3 separate regions of the Sus scrofa genome follow, and regions 2 and 3 are each linked to region 1. The links are chromatin contacts, called in public Hi-C and HiChIP or PLAC-seq maps. All regions are on one chromosome and are shown on one strand. The core of a region is the stretch at or near the end of the contact, and the rest is flanking DNA. Distances in the headings are between cores, read along the strand shown.

Region 1 (4,907 bases), core at 1,181-3,680:
CTGCTTCCCACACACTAGATGAAATTTCAGAGCTTTGGACCAGACAGAGATTACACACTATCACAGGCTTTTAAGATACCTCCTGAGGAGGTGAAACTGCCAATGTTATCTCCATAAATGCCAAAGGCTTAGCACTATGGATAGAGGAGGCAAGATGCAGGTAATCACATCCCCTAACCTCTGGCACATATAGGAACTGAGAGGAAGCAAGACATGCTTTCAATCAGCTTCTGCCAGTGTCTCTCTTCTTTGGAACAGAGATGAGTAAAAGCCAGATACCCATTGGGAAATCCATGCCCTGCTGTATCAGCACTGTCTGATAAGAAAAAGCTGTCTTCACTTCATTCAAGAACCTAAGTTTTCCAATCTCCTCACACCGGTGTCAGTCACTTGGCAAGGAGAAGTTTTACATTCATCTTTTTCTTTGCTCTCCATTTCCAAGACTTACCAACAGAGTTAGCGGGGTGCCTGGTTTTCTAGACAATTTACCACAGGCTTTTTTTTTTTTTTTAACTATCGCTGAAGACTACTGAACTATTTTTGAGACTCTTTTTTTATTCCACATGGTAAAAACAAATAATCAATTCATGTAACTTTTTAAAAAGAGTCAATTCAGTAAAGAGGGGGAAGTTTCACAACCTCATTATTTGTGTAAGACAAGTCCACACAACCAGACTTTCTCCCATCTTGCTTTAAACATTTACCTAGTGCTTCTGGCATCATTTAGGTACATGTTTAGATCATTTTACATAGCACCCATCCTCAATTTAAAATATTTAAATAAGATTTCAAACCAACATGGCTTTACACTAACATTTCTTAAACCAAGGCAGAAAAAAATCCATTGCAGTCGATTCTCGGCTCCCCATTTCCACCACCATCCACTCCATCACCACTGCCAGCCCCAAATTGCTTTATTGCAGTGGAATTATGTTATAATGTTAAATTGCTATAATTCAAGTTTCAGACTAGAGGAAGAGCAGCACAGAGAGTTAGTCTTTCTGAGGCGAATTCGCAAAGGAAAATAAATGTGTAGCCGGAGAATTCAGGAAGATGGAGAAGGAACTTTGTGGCCCAGGCTATTTTCAGGCCCTTTAACCCCCTCATCCCTTAGCATATTCCTGGGGCTTTGTCCTTGTGGCTTTAGGGGTGTCTGAGGTAGTGGGAGGACAGTTGAAAAGTGATGGCCATGTGGTGCTAGAAGGAAAGAATCTGGAGTTCACCCCAGCTCCCACCACTGCCCACTACGCCTCTCCCCTCTGTTCCTCGTGCCTATCGTCTCAGCTGGGTCCTTTCCAAGTAGCGTGACTGATACAGAGACCACAGCACACATTTCTGGAAGACAATCCTTGTTACAGAAAATGAGCCATAATCAAATCAATAAAGCATCATTCCTACGAGCCTCTACCTGCCATAGAAAGGACACTGTTCTACCAAACACTGCTTTGAAATGAGATTCCACTGCTCCCCATACCCCTTCATTGAATAAAGATTCATTCAGAATTATTACGTGTCAAGTCCTCTGCCAGACGCAGGGGGGAGACACGAAGGTGAAATGACAAGAAGATGGGCCCTGCCCGCAGCGCACTGGGAAGAGGGCTGGGGGGAAGGAGTGTAAACTCTAACTTCTCTTTGTAGCTCTTTTTTCCCCTTTAATCAAGCCCACATGTTTCACGAAGGGGCTTGAAAGGAGGGAAGGATTATAAAAATGTTCACTTTCATCCTGCAGATATGAGAAAACAAGAACATGCTGCCATTACTCGACAACTTTATGGCTCCAAATAATGCCAGCGCACGCAGTCCATCAACAGAGGGCCGAAAGTCTGCACCCGGTGGGCATATCATGGGTGCCCGGGCGAGGGCGGGGGGGCATGCTCAGGCAATGCCAGTCCAGGGCCAGGCTTCCCAGGACCCCAGACAGGAGGAGGAGAAAGGGCCAGGGAAGCAGGAGGAAGGAGGCCCATCTGCTCTCAGAGCCAACAAAAGCCCGCCAAGCCCCAGTCCCCTCCACACACCTTCCTCCTCTTCTTAAGAAATGACAGAATTCAGGAAATATTACTTCGGCTTGCAGGCTTCTGTCCTGGCCTATCAAACCCACAGAGAAGTCCCAGCAAATTACTGGAAACTGCACTTTGAACTTAGCCCCTGGCAAGGAGCCCAGTCAAACAGCCATGTACAAGTTCCTTTCCTCCGAGGGGCCCCTCCACCAGGGTGTCCCTATAGACACTCAGAGAGCTGATTGCAACAGGTTGGAATGAGGCCCTGCGCCAGGAAAACAAGCCCTGACCAGTATGATTTCCTACTGCCTGTGCTGTTTCTCAAAAAGTTTTTTTTGGCATGTTCCCCCTCGTTTTGTTGGACTGGGTTACAGGCTCAGGTCCCATCGAGGAAAAGAGTGGCACCCTTTTCACAAAATGCTGAATCTTTGTTTAGCTCAAAAACTGCTCCATCGGCCCCACCGGTAAGTCCAGTAATGTCGGGGGGCAGCAGGGCTGGGGGGACTGGTCAGGCCAGTTGCTAAGCAAATTCTCTGAACTCCCAAGGCATGGAGAAGTAATTAGCTGGTAAACCCCACAGATATTTCTACCTCCAACAAGGGAGATGGTCTTTCTCTGCCCACTAGACCTCACTACACGGTCTGAAAATAAACCAACCCTAGGGGCTGTGAGGGCATCGGCCACTTCTGCCATGCCTGGTCCCACGACTGCTGCTCCTCCTTCAGAGGAAACCGCCAAAACATTGGCCTCTTTCTAGCTCTGTTCTATTTCTAAGAAAACTCAATTGCACAAGCAAATAAACGGACTTATAAAACAAAGAGGTCACCGAGAGACAGATAAAGCTAAAGGTTAGACAGCTGCAGAAACACGCCTCTATCCCAGCTGCAGAGGGAGCTCCCTGGAGGAAGCAGCTCATCCCCCAGGAACCATCAGCCACCTGCAAGGGGGAGGGGATACGCTCAGGGCTACTCCACTTCAGATGAAACATTCCTTTCTCAAGTACTAAAAGGGATTCAAATCACCACCAGATTGGGCCAGGGGTGACCTAAATCTCCTCGCGTGCATTTACTCTAACTGCTCTCTCAGAATGGGGCTTTTTCTGATGATACTTGTATTGTGTCATATGCAGAGTGGAAGGAGTGCAGCTATCTCCTCTCCTGATCTTGTGATAAAGAAAACTCCCCCAAACAGGCGTTTTTTAGTTTTATGTTCTTTCTAGAGATTGCACACCGATTGGGAGGGCGGCTAGTTCCACCTCTAAGCCCACAGCTTCCCCGCTCCTGCCTCCCTGACCTCTTACTGACCCAGTTATGCAATAACCAGCGGTCCATGAACACCATACAATCCCCCCCAAATGCTACTGAGGACATCTTTTTAGAGCACTGGTGCCTGGCCCTGGCATATTCAGGGAGGTTCCCACAGCTTTTCCACTGTGATTGTCAAAGCTCAACTCTCTTCCATTTGTTCCCCTCTCCTACCCCCACCCCCAGTGGTCCTCAGAGAAGTAACTCAAGAACAGCAACAAACCCAGACCTCACATAAAGTCTACAAAGATGGTGTGTACCAGTGAAGTGTTCGCTCCTCTAGGTATTCAACAAGCATTTAGGATGATTCTAACAAAGCAACTCTTACCATGTAGATCCCTCCTAGGCTCTGTGTCGTCTTCTACAAAACAACCTGGGAGAAAAATACAGACACCTTGGGGAGGTTGTGCCCATAAATGGCAGGTGTGAGGGGTCAGACCCAGCAGAGGGGACAATCAGAGCATGAACATATGTTCTAAGCCACAGAGACACAGAAAGCTGAGAGAACTAAGTAGGGTTGCAAAGAAGGCCTCCATCTCCATTCAGAAATCCAAGGGACCAATGAATTTCAGTCATGTCCAAGCACACGGAAAACTAGAGCCAGGTGGGTGATGACTAGCAGCTAGCAAGGGGAAAATTCAGAGCACTTCTGCACCAAAGACCCAGGGCCAAAAAGCCTTCTACCCCCATCTCCCTTCACTGGACCATAATCACCTTTTGATGACAATGGGAAAAATAATTTTTAATTGCCCTATAAAGAAGGCAATACAAAGACCCACAGAATATAAAGCAAAGAGATGAAAAACAGAAGAGGACAGATGTCAAGGAGATCCACCTTATGACTTAACAGGATTTCCAGAAAGAACAGAGAATGTGCCATCAAAGAAATAATAAGAGAAAATGCCCCATACCCGAAGGACACAATTGAGGGCTCATTAAGGGAGCAGCACACTGAATAATAAAAGATGTTGAGGGAGTTCCCACCATAATGCAGTGGGTTAAGAATCCCACTCAGGATTGCTGTGGAGGTACGGGTTCCATCCCCAGCCCAGTGCAGTAGGTTAAAGGATCCAGCATTGCTATAGCTGCATCTCAGATTCAAAACCTGGCCTGGGACGTTCCATATGCCAGGGGTGTGGCCATAACATAAAAAAAAAAAAAAAAAAAAAAAAAAAAAAAAAAAAGATGTCCAGCAAAGCATTTCGGTGTCAAGTTAAGAAGATCCTAAATGCTTCCAAAAAGAAAAGAAAAAATGGTCACCAAAAAAAGACCAGCACTCAGAATCACTATCCTTTTCCTCAGCCAGCAATACCTTCAGAACAAGGAAGACAAGAGAACAATGACTTCAAAATTCTGAAGGAAGGGGATATCCAAAATCTAGGTTTATGTAACCATGCACACCAGGATATATCACTGTACATGACACACAGGTGGGGTGGACTGCTCTCCTTCCTCTCACTGAGCATGTCTTTTTTTTTTTTTTTTTTTTTTTTTTGTCTTTTTTTTGCCTTTTTTGTATTTTTAAGGCTGCACCCATGGCATATGGAGGTTCCCAGGCTAGGGGTCAAATCGGAGCTACAGCTGCTGGCCTACGTCGCAGCCACAG
Region 2 (4,907 bases), core at 934-3,433, 200 kb before region 1:
CTGGTACCGTCTACTGTTCCAGAAAATGAGAATATAGCAGAGAACAAAACATACCTGTTTTGACAGAGCTTATGGTCTGTGTCAGGGAGACGACATTTAATAAACATAATCCAGTATGTCTGATTGCGATGAGGACCCTGGAGAAAAATAACACAAAGACCAATGAGGGAAATGCCAAAAGGCATTTCAGAGCAAATTGTTGAATACTTTTTACAGGGCACACATTTTACACGTATCCTCTCATCACATCTTAACTACAATACTACGAGGTAATAGTTATTATTTCTCTATACACTATTGCACAGATCAGGGGAAAATGGGCATAGGGACATCAATTAAATTTCCCAAGAGAGAGTAAGTAATAAAAGTCCAGAACCCGTGTCCTAACCATTAGGTAGAACTGTCTTCTGCCAGACATCACAGTACAAGTGTTTAAAATTGTCATAAACCAAAATAAGCACACATATTCTATGCATTTAGAACTCTTTTTTCCACTATGTTTAACACATAAAAACTATTGAAAGAGTGTCAAAATTTTTAGAAGATTCCATCCTGACACGTGATTTTGGCTTAAATTAGTGTATCTTGGTATAAGTTTTGAATGCAGTGTGTAATAACCATAATTAAAAGATCAAAATTGAAAAAAAAAATCATTACCAAGGCTTCATAGCCTAGTCCTAAACCTTCAACATGCTAGGTTAGTGAAGTTTTCTAAATGAATAGACCTAGAATACCAAAATTATCTTTGTACATAAAGCCTGTTGAAGAAGATACAAGGATTCATGTTTCAATAAAACATAACATCAGTGTTATGACAGAATCAGATTTCACATAAAGCAGAGATACACAGAACTATGGTTAAGTGCAAGTGTTCTATATTCAAACAGACCTGGCTTCAAGCTTGCTGTCTGACTAGCTCTATCTTCTTAGGCAAGCCTACTAAATTCCTTGAACCCTAGTTTCCTTATCTGTAGAAGAGGAATAATAATAATAATAATATCAACATTCTATGTTTTGTGAGAATTTAAAGAGTTCATGTATTTTAAAGACTCAGCCCAGTTCTGGCCAATAGGAAATTTGCAATAAATGTTACCCACTGTGATTATCATGAATAAATGTACCAACTTGGGTAAAGGGGATTTGCATACCCAGAGAAGTTAGTATGATACCTAACAGGATACTTAATGTTCTTTTTCAGAGAACCCACTCTGCACTGAATGCTGAAGGAACTCCCCACTCTCCTTTCCCTAATTGCTGCCTCAGGAACATGCTTAGACTCTAACAGTTAACAGCAGTATTTCCAAACAGAAAAGGGCAATGACATAACTTTGACCTGTTTCCGTACATCTATTTACATAACTCAACTAATGAGTATCTTACAAGAAGAAAGAATGACTCCAGTGGTCTGTAAAAATAGCCATGGAGACTCAGTCCCCTTTGTTAACTCACAATAGCCACTGATGATCTGATCATTTCCTCTAATCTGCATTTGGATGACTTGAAGTCACTTCCCAGGAAGTAAACTCATGACATTCATTCCTTCATTCCCAATTTATACAGATTTCATCCCGTCATATCAACAGCCCATATAGCCAAAGAAAGGGCTTTCTAACACATTGTTTCATTGGTGTTTATGTGTTTCTACCCTAAACAGACAGATGCAGATTAAGCAATGCGTGTCAATCCCATTATGAGGCTGTGAAATGGGCAGAAGTTTTGCTACATACACATGCAATAACACACATTGTGAACATCCTGTTTACTTGGCTCGTCCTCAGATGATTTGGCTGTGGTGTATCAGTGCATTACTGACAGCTGGGAATTTCTCCAGTGGAACATGCCTTTCCTATGACAAACATCCAAATAGCAGTGGGAACACGTGTCTGCCCACCGTGTCCATACAAAACAGCACAGTTCCTCCAAATGCAGAGCATGTTGGGTGCTCGGGTTTTGTTGGAAAACCTCTGAGGGGCCCCCAGTGACCTTTAGAGGCTGCATGAGATAATACATTCTTGGACCCCTATTTCCGGACGGCTTTGGGCAAGGTCAGGATGGCAAATATCCCACTTCCACAATATCAGATGTTACGGTAATTCCTTTTAGCTAATGTGTAAGAGCAAAGGAATGCCTTCAAACCTCATCTAGGCCCTGTGGAATCTGTTGAAAATGCATGACAGCTGTGGGCTTTGGCGAGGCTGTCTGTGAATGTATGAGATTTGGAAACAATTCAAAGCTAGAAATAACTGTACAACTCATAACCCTGCACCACGGCTTGCTCTCTCCCTCTCTCTCTCTCTTCCCATCACTCATTTCACACACGCTGTAGCTGGGTCACCATCTCATCCTCATGACTTTCATGCATTCTTCATGGCCGGGAACTGTGGGTAACATCCTCCCCGAATAAACACAGATGTGAAAAGAAGAAAGAAACAGGGGCGGGGGTCAGAGCAACAGAATGATTTTAATAAGGCACAAGAACAGGAAATTGAGAAAGAGCCTTTTTTTTTTTAATATCCAATTGGGAGTTGCGAAGCAGCAGCAAACTCACTTGTTTAAAAGCCCATCTGCAGTTAGAATCATCATCGAGCTTTCCAGTGATTTATAGAGGCTCTCATTTTCTTAAACCTGCGTTATTTTTAAAGGCTGTGACTATTTACACTGAGCTTTGGGGACTTTTACATGCATTTTCTGCCCCTCACCGTTCACTCTCACAACGAGAGTTTGCACTTCATGCTGTTGAGAAGCGTAGGATGATGGGGAAAGGACATAGGAGAAACGGGGTCCACTTCAAAACATTTCTAAAATCAAATGATGATTATCCAAATACCTCACTGATTCTGACGTCAAAATTCCTACTCTTATCATTTTGACTTAAATGTCATCCCACGATTTAAAAACATTCTGCAACCTGACTTATAAACAATGCATCCTAGGAAACACCGGCTCCTCTCCCATGACTTCTGCTGCTGCTAAGGACAGTTCAGTTGGCCTCCACACCCATGGGCAGATTGGTTCCAGGACCTCTGCAGATGCCCAAGTCCCTTACATAAAATGCTGTAGCAGTGGGCTCCATCTCCACAGATTCTGGTTGGCCGACTACAGATGTGGAAATCACGGTTCCGGAGGGCTGAGTGTATGTTTAAAATATGACCTCTTGGCACAATCAGGTTATTCTCATACAGTTTTTCCTTTCTAGCTAACCCTGGCTTTGACACACATGGTGGCTGTGTGTCAGTCATTAATAACACAAACTCTTAAACAGCCCAAAACAAACTGCACATTATCATTATCCATAGTTTGGCCAAGGTAACCCCCCCCAAGATGGAGGCTTTAAAAGTAAGGAATTAGTTCTCCAGTTAATAATATCTCATCAATATCCTAAAATGAAACAAAACCACGCATAACATATTTAAAAATAACTTAGGGCACGGAAAATAAGGTAAAGGGGGAAAAACAATTCCTACTGAGGGCATGAAAAACAATGTAAAGGGGAGAAAACAATTCCTACTGAGAATGGGCTGGATGCTGTCAAGCACCTCATCAGCCAGCTGGATCTATTTAAGTGTTCAGAAGTGGAGAAAAAAATTACTGGGGCTATCCATGCACAAAAACTAACACCTAACTTGAAGAATAGATTCCCAAAGAAACTCACTGGGGGACACAGATGCTTGCTTGGGGGCATTTACTCTTATATTAAGATCAATTCTAACAAGCTGGGTTATTTGGATTCCCAGGCCACAATGGATTAGAAACAGCACATTAAAGAAAGACAGTGCTCTGGTGGAGGAAAATGCACTGGCAGCTACCAGGAGCACAGCTGGCCAGGGAAAAGAACACCAAGATTCCCTATTGTGGCTTAATGGTAACAAATCCGACTATGATACAGGTTCGATCCCTGGCCTCGCTCAGTGGGTTAAGGATCCTGTGTTGCCAAGAGCTGAGGTATAGGTCACAGATGTGGCTTGGATCTGGCTTTGCTGTGGCTACAGCGTAGGCCAGCAGCTGCAGTTCTGATTCGACTCGTAGCCTGGGAACTTCCATATGCCTTGGGCGTTGCCCTTGAAAATAACTTCAGGAGTTTTCTACCAGAAAAGAAAACCAGAGACAGATTCTGCTTCTATCCTTTAATACCTAAGAATGGAAAATTGGGAAGATATTACTCTATACACACACATATACGCACTCACACACATACACTAACACATGCAACACTCCACACCAGTGACAGGAAGGGCTAAAAGGAGGAGTGTGCCTTCCATGTCAGTTTCACAGAGGGAAATTCATACAGTGATTTAGGCAAGTGAGTGACTAGGCAAGACTGAGGAGAGAGGGACATTTCTTGTGTAGAGCACTTATGGACAGTCAGCAAAAGGTAGAAATGCTTAGGGATTAGTTGTCTGAATGGAAAGAGAGCACTTGTCATCCTGACTCTCTTGTCTAGATGTCACATAACCTCTTCATAGCACTGAAATCCCCATGCCTCTTCATGACCATCAGGCAATACACGAGCCTAGCTCTCATCATGTATCTATGACTCTACCTGCTTGTAAACTCCTGCTGGAAATCCCCCAGTGGACACCAGCACCACACCCCCTTCTCCTAACTACCCTTTGCATTCGTTTCCTAGGGCTGCCATAACAAATGACCACTAACTGGATGGCTTAATACAACAGAAATCTCTCCTCACATGATTCTAGAGGCTGAAGGTCACAAATCAGGTGTCAGCAGGGTCCTGGATTCTGAAGACCCTAGAGGAGGAGCTTGCCTCCCCTCTTTCAGTCTCCCGTGAGTACAGGTGTTCCTTGATTGTAACAGTGTAACTTCAGTCTCTGCCTCCATCTTCATATGCCCGACTTCTCTGTGTCTGTGTATCTCTCCTCTTTTCAAAGGACATTCGTCATTAGATA
Region 3 (4,907 bases), core at 1,578-4,077, 130 kb before region 1:
AGTGCTTTGGTGGTTGTTGTTGATATATAGGAATACAATTTATTTTACACACTGATATTACATCCAGTGACCTTGTTCACTTATAATATTATATGTATAGATTCTTCTAGATTTTATAGATTTTCTAAGAACACATCCATGTAGCTGTTGACTCTTTCTTTTTTGGCCGTGCCCACAGCATGTGTGAGTTCCCAGGCCAGGGATCGAACCCCTGTCACAGCAGCAACTCAAGCCACAGCAGCAACAGCAACAACACCGGATCCTTAACCCACTGAGCCACCTGTGAACTCTTTGACTCTCTTTTTAAAAGAAATTTGGAACTCCTCCCCCAGGTTTGAAAAAAAATTATATGGTAGTTTTATCAAGCTATAATCTATGTAATATTTACATTAACACAGTGTAAAATCTAGTTCAGAATAGACTCAAACACTTCCTTTCTCTTCTAAACCTACAAAAATGAAGAGGAAATAGAGGTATAGACATTCACAACTTTCAGAAAAGTAGCCTATTCCACCATTACAGTATAACACTATAATATATAGTATAATAGTATAGTGTGTGTATATATACATATAGCATAGGTTTGTGTATACATATGAAATATGGGTATACATACCCATTTAGCATTCCCAACCACAGACATCTGAGAGGACAATTTTAGGTATGGATATATATATATATATATACACTCTCCCTAATTTGTTATGCAATTGGTGATAAAATTATCTCATCCCAAGGCAAGCTGGGAAACCACTCTAGACAAGAATGGAATGGTAAACCATCTCTTTTTTATTCTTATCCTCTTATTATTAACCCTTTTCACAATCACTTCTTTTTTTTGTTTGTTTGTTTGTTTGTCTTTTTGCGACATATGGAGTTTCCCAGGCTAGGGGTCTAATTGGAGCTGTAGCTGCCGGCCTACACCACAGATGCTTAACCCACTGATTGAGGCCAGCAATCAAAACTGCAACCTCATGGTTCCTAGTCAGATTCATTTCTGCTGCGCCATGACGGGAACTCCACTTATTCTTTCTTTATAACATTTTTTTTTTTTTACAAAAAGTTTTGGCTTAATTAATATGTATTAGTTCAGTCTCCTTTATACAAGTGTCATCAATCTAGGCAACATAAGTAAAAAGGAAATTTTATTATAAGGAAAATGGTGTCTCACAAAGCCCATGGATAAAATTGGGACTGTGGCTCAGAAAGCCCTCTCAGCATTCTGGCCATCTTCCTGTCTCTATAATTTGCTTCTTCTCTCTCATACTCTATGAAATACTTTGTCTAGTTCTCTGAAGCACATAGCCAAAAATCTGGCCTCAAAAATTCTTGAATTGTAGTGTTTTAGAAATAACATACTTTTATCTAGACAATGACGACAGTGGCTAGATCATGAGCTTATAGCCTCATAATCATTCATGAATCTCAAGAGCCAAATTTAATTGCTGTCACTCAAATCACCAGTATAGGACCAGGTCCCTCCTTCCCACCACCCCAGTCATTGATGGGAAAAGAAGACCTTTCACATGTTCAAGCCGGGCCCCACTGGTTTAAGAACTGAGTAATGGATCCCCGGCATGGCAGATATCAAGATCCATACCTAGTGAGTTCTATGTACTGACCTGTATCCCTGCCCCCAAAATTCCTGTTAAAGCCCTAACCTCCAATGTGACTCTATTTGGAACAGAGTCTTCAGACAGTAATTAAGGGTCATAAGAGTGTGGCTCTGATTTGATGGGTTTAGCAACTTTATAAAAAGAGGAAAAAATCTCTCTCTCTCTGTCTCTCTTTCTCCCCATCCACATACGACACAAAGGACATATGAGGACATAGTGAGAAAGCAGCCATCTGCGAGCCAGGAAGAGAGCTCTCATCAATAAACAAATCAACCAGACCCTTGATCTTAGACTTCTGGCCTCCAGAACTGTGAAAAATAAATTCTGTCATTGAAGCCACCCAGCCTGTGGTATTTTGTTATGGCAGCCTGAGCTAAGACAGTGGGCAAAGACAAAACCCAACCTTCCTTGCAGTCCTGTCTAGGAGGCCTCTCCGGTCTAACCCTATTCCAATTTCTTGTCATTACCACTCTCCAGCCTGAGCCTATGGATTGCAAATGACTTTGCTGTCATTTAGCCCCCTCGGCTTAGCCACCCCACCAGCACATGACATAGGAGCCACTCGGAAAATTCAGTGTCTTTTCACAAACTTTGGTTAGATATCCCCAGATTGCTTCCCCTCCCCGCCAAGTCCTCCCGTATGAGGTATCATTAAATTCCTGAGGCCTCTACCTTTTCTCGACTTTACCATTCTGTCTCCAGCCTCTCCACATCTGCTGCACTGACTCCACAAGGTCGGCACCGTCTCTGAGTACAGACCCATTCTTCACAAGGAGAGCTCGTGATGAACAGATGTGTCACCAGCTCTCCCACAGAAGGACAGGGGATCAGGAGAGGAAGCAGGAAGTCAATCTCCAGACAAGTCAACCATTACAGAGCCTGGAAAATGTAAGAGGTCTGGCCTGTCTCTAGCTTATGATGGTTTGTTTTCCCCTCTTTCTGCCTACCTAAGACCCTTAAATTCTTCACTTTTCACATATCTGGAGGCTAATCCCATGTGAGAAACACTTAGAAAAACAAGTGTGACAGCTCTGCTCAGGGCCCAGAAAGACGCCTCGTTCTGAAAGGGGCCCTTTGGTTGTTTTCCCAGGTAAGACGTTTAAGACTTGATCCCATTGCCTGAATTCCTTTCTCACCACACCCAAGGTCATTTTAATGAAAATTCCAAAGTCCAAGCCAAGAGGATAGAATTGCTCTTAATCCTTCAGCAGTGCCGTCATTTGATCCCTAGACCTGCTGGGGTGATTATTGTGTGTCTGCAGAGCACAGCTCAGCAGACAGCAGAAGGAAGTGGCTGCAAGGGCAGGAGGTTTGCTTCCTGACCCCCGTTTCTGTGCTGATGTGCCCCTGTTACTTCCCAGGACCCACTGGCCTATGGCCCCCACCCCACCCACCAGTCTTTCTCCCTGTCATCTCAAGGAAACGCTGACTGTTAGAGCTGTTCTTCACCTTCCGGAGAAATCCAAGAAGTCACTGATAACTTCTTAATATTATTTATTTTATTGAGAAAGGTGAATCTGAACACAGTTCATTTCTTGGTTTGCTGCTGCCCAGAGGAGGCTAAGGTGTGTGGGGAACATGCAATTATACTTCTTGACACCCTGATATCTGTGACTCTGTATTTCATTAAAATGCTGAAAAAATGTGTTGTAAAAGGAAATGAAAAATGAAAGAGACAACTTGGGTGCTTTTTAAAAATGTTAATTTGTTGGAGTTCCCAGCCTGGGGTGGTGGGAAACAAATCTAACTAGGAACCATGAGGTTCGATCCCTGGCCTTGCTCAGTGAGTTAAGGACCTGGCATTGCCAAGAGCTGTGGTGTAGGCTGCAGACATGGCTCAGATCTGATGTTGCTGTGGTTGTGGCATAGGTCAGCAGCTAGAGCTCTGATTGGACCCCTAGCCTGGGAGCCTCCATATGCCATGGGTGCGGGCCTAAAAAGAAAAAAAAAAAAATGTTTAATTTGTTTTTATTTTCTTCCGCACTTCCTGAGTGATGAGGGAATGAAAGGGCTGACGACCAAATGTCTGGGATGTTCTGGGACCTCTCTGTCCCCAGAGCAGATCTGTGCACATTCTCTAGCACTGCAAGGACTAATCACGGGTCTCGGCCCTTCCTAATGACCAGACTGAGCGGCAGCTTCCAACTTCCTGTCACGCTGCACTCGAAGCCAGCGTGCCGCCAGCCTCCAGCAAACCTGCCAAAGTCATCTGCTTTGGTATTTTTGTACCTCTGAGATTAAAGGGGTAGATCCTTCCCTCCAACCGGCTGAACGGAAGGGAGCTGGGGGAAGCTCTGCTTCAGGGTGTAAAACAGACTCCTTTCTTCTCAATCCCTAGAGGCAAACATGTGTAGGGAGTATCCCTCTCAAAGAAAAAACAAAAACCAAAAAAAAAAAAACTTTCCTTCCATGAAGATACTTGGGCTGGAAAAGATGGGATGCTTTAGGAGAGTTTGGGGGAACTGAAAAATCTAAGTAAAGGTAAAATCTGAAGAATGATCATTATAAATAATGTCTTCAACTTTGTCATTTTTTCTGCCCAAATACAGAAGTATTTAGGAAGATGAAAGTGAATCTGATTGTTTTCTTCCAAGAATGATTCTATGTTGACTTGTATTTCCTAACCTTTTTCTCCTTCCCCACCCCCACCCCCAGAACATTCTCCCAGTAGGTAAGGTTCAGCCAGAATGGAGGCATCACAGTGCCCATGGCCTGGGAGCACTGCAGCTCTAGTGCTTCTCCTCATATTGCATGAGACCCTCCCCTTGACACTCAAAGGCACAGTAAAACATAATAGGAATTTACTCTAAGCTGCTATCAATGGTGCGATTATACTTCCTGATTTACTAAGAAATATCACTAACTTTCTTAAGGGAAAGTGAAAATTTTTAGATTTTAATTCTTGCAGAAAAAAAGAAATAACTTTATATGTGTATAAAGCACTAAATAATAAAGGTATTATTTAGAAGGTCTACCAAGAACACAAAAGAGCACTATCCCAGAAGAGACTCTATAAATGTCACTGCTTGTCTTCTTGCCTCAATCTGCACCTGTGTGTACATATGGAACAGTAAAGTCACTTCAATTATACCACGGCCACAGTTTTCAGACTTTTTCAGGGAAGCCAAGATAATCCTTTCCATATAATTGTTGGCACCACACATAACCTCTTAAATAAACCAATAAATGTTTTAACATCCTTTGACAGTTTTGAAATCCTACAATAACATATCTGGTCCTCCAAACAGCGGGTGAGATGTGACTTAACTTTCCCTGTTTTACCGAGAGGGA

The links. Hi-C and Micro-C count contacts between places; a contact is called where the count stands out from the background. HiChIP or PLAC-seq counts read pairs in DNA pulled down with a chosen protein or histone mark.
Region 2: a contact with region 1 is called in an H3K27ac HiChIP or PLAC-seq map of skeletal muscle, with 2.7 times the contacts expected there. The contact joins two enhancer-like sites. A contact is called at or near these places in 1 of 47 Hi-C or Micro-C datasets (embryonic fibroblasts) and 1 of 2 datasets of contacts at active chromatin or transcription factors (skeletal muscle).
Region 3: a contact with region 1 is called in a Hi-C map of skeletal muscle, with 1.9 times the contacts expected there. The contact joins two enhancer-like sites. A contact is called at or near these places in 2 of 47 Hi-C or Micro-C datasets (psoas muscle and skeletal muscle) and 1 of 2 datasets of contacts at active chromatin or transcription factors (skeletal muscle).

The regions. Positions count from the first base shown.
Region 1 is chr8:100,725,846-100,730,752 of Sscrofa11.1, forward strand. It overlaps a transcript of SPRY1 not described here. Among named protein-coding and RNA genes, the nearest start is that of SPRY1, 130 kb to the right of the region's middle. Within about 2 kb of position 2,431, at least 36 of the 83 cell types and tissues checked have an H3K27ac peak or open chromatin away from gene starts, as enhancers often do. A contact at or near this core is called in skeletal muscle, where this site is marked.
Region 2 is chr8:100,522,243-100,527,149 of Sscrofa11.1, forward strand. It overlaps a transcript of SPRY1 not described here. Among named protein-coding and RNA genes, the nearest start is that of SPRY1, 340 kb to the right of the region's middle. Within about 2 kb of position 2,184, at least 32 of the 83 cell types and tissues checked have an H3K27ac peak or open chromatin away from gene starts, as enhancers often do. A contact at or near this core is called in skeletal muscle, where this site is marked.
Region 3 is chr8:100,593,469-100,598,375 of Sscrofa11.1, forward strand. It overlaps a transcript of SPRY1 not described here. Among named protein-coding and RNA genes, the nearest start is that of SPRY1, 270 kb to the right of the region's middle. Within about 2 kb of position 2,828, at least 13 of the 83 cell types and tissues checked have an H3K27ac peak or open chromatin away from gene starts, as enhancers often do. A contact at or near this core is called in skeletal muscle, where this site is marked.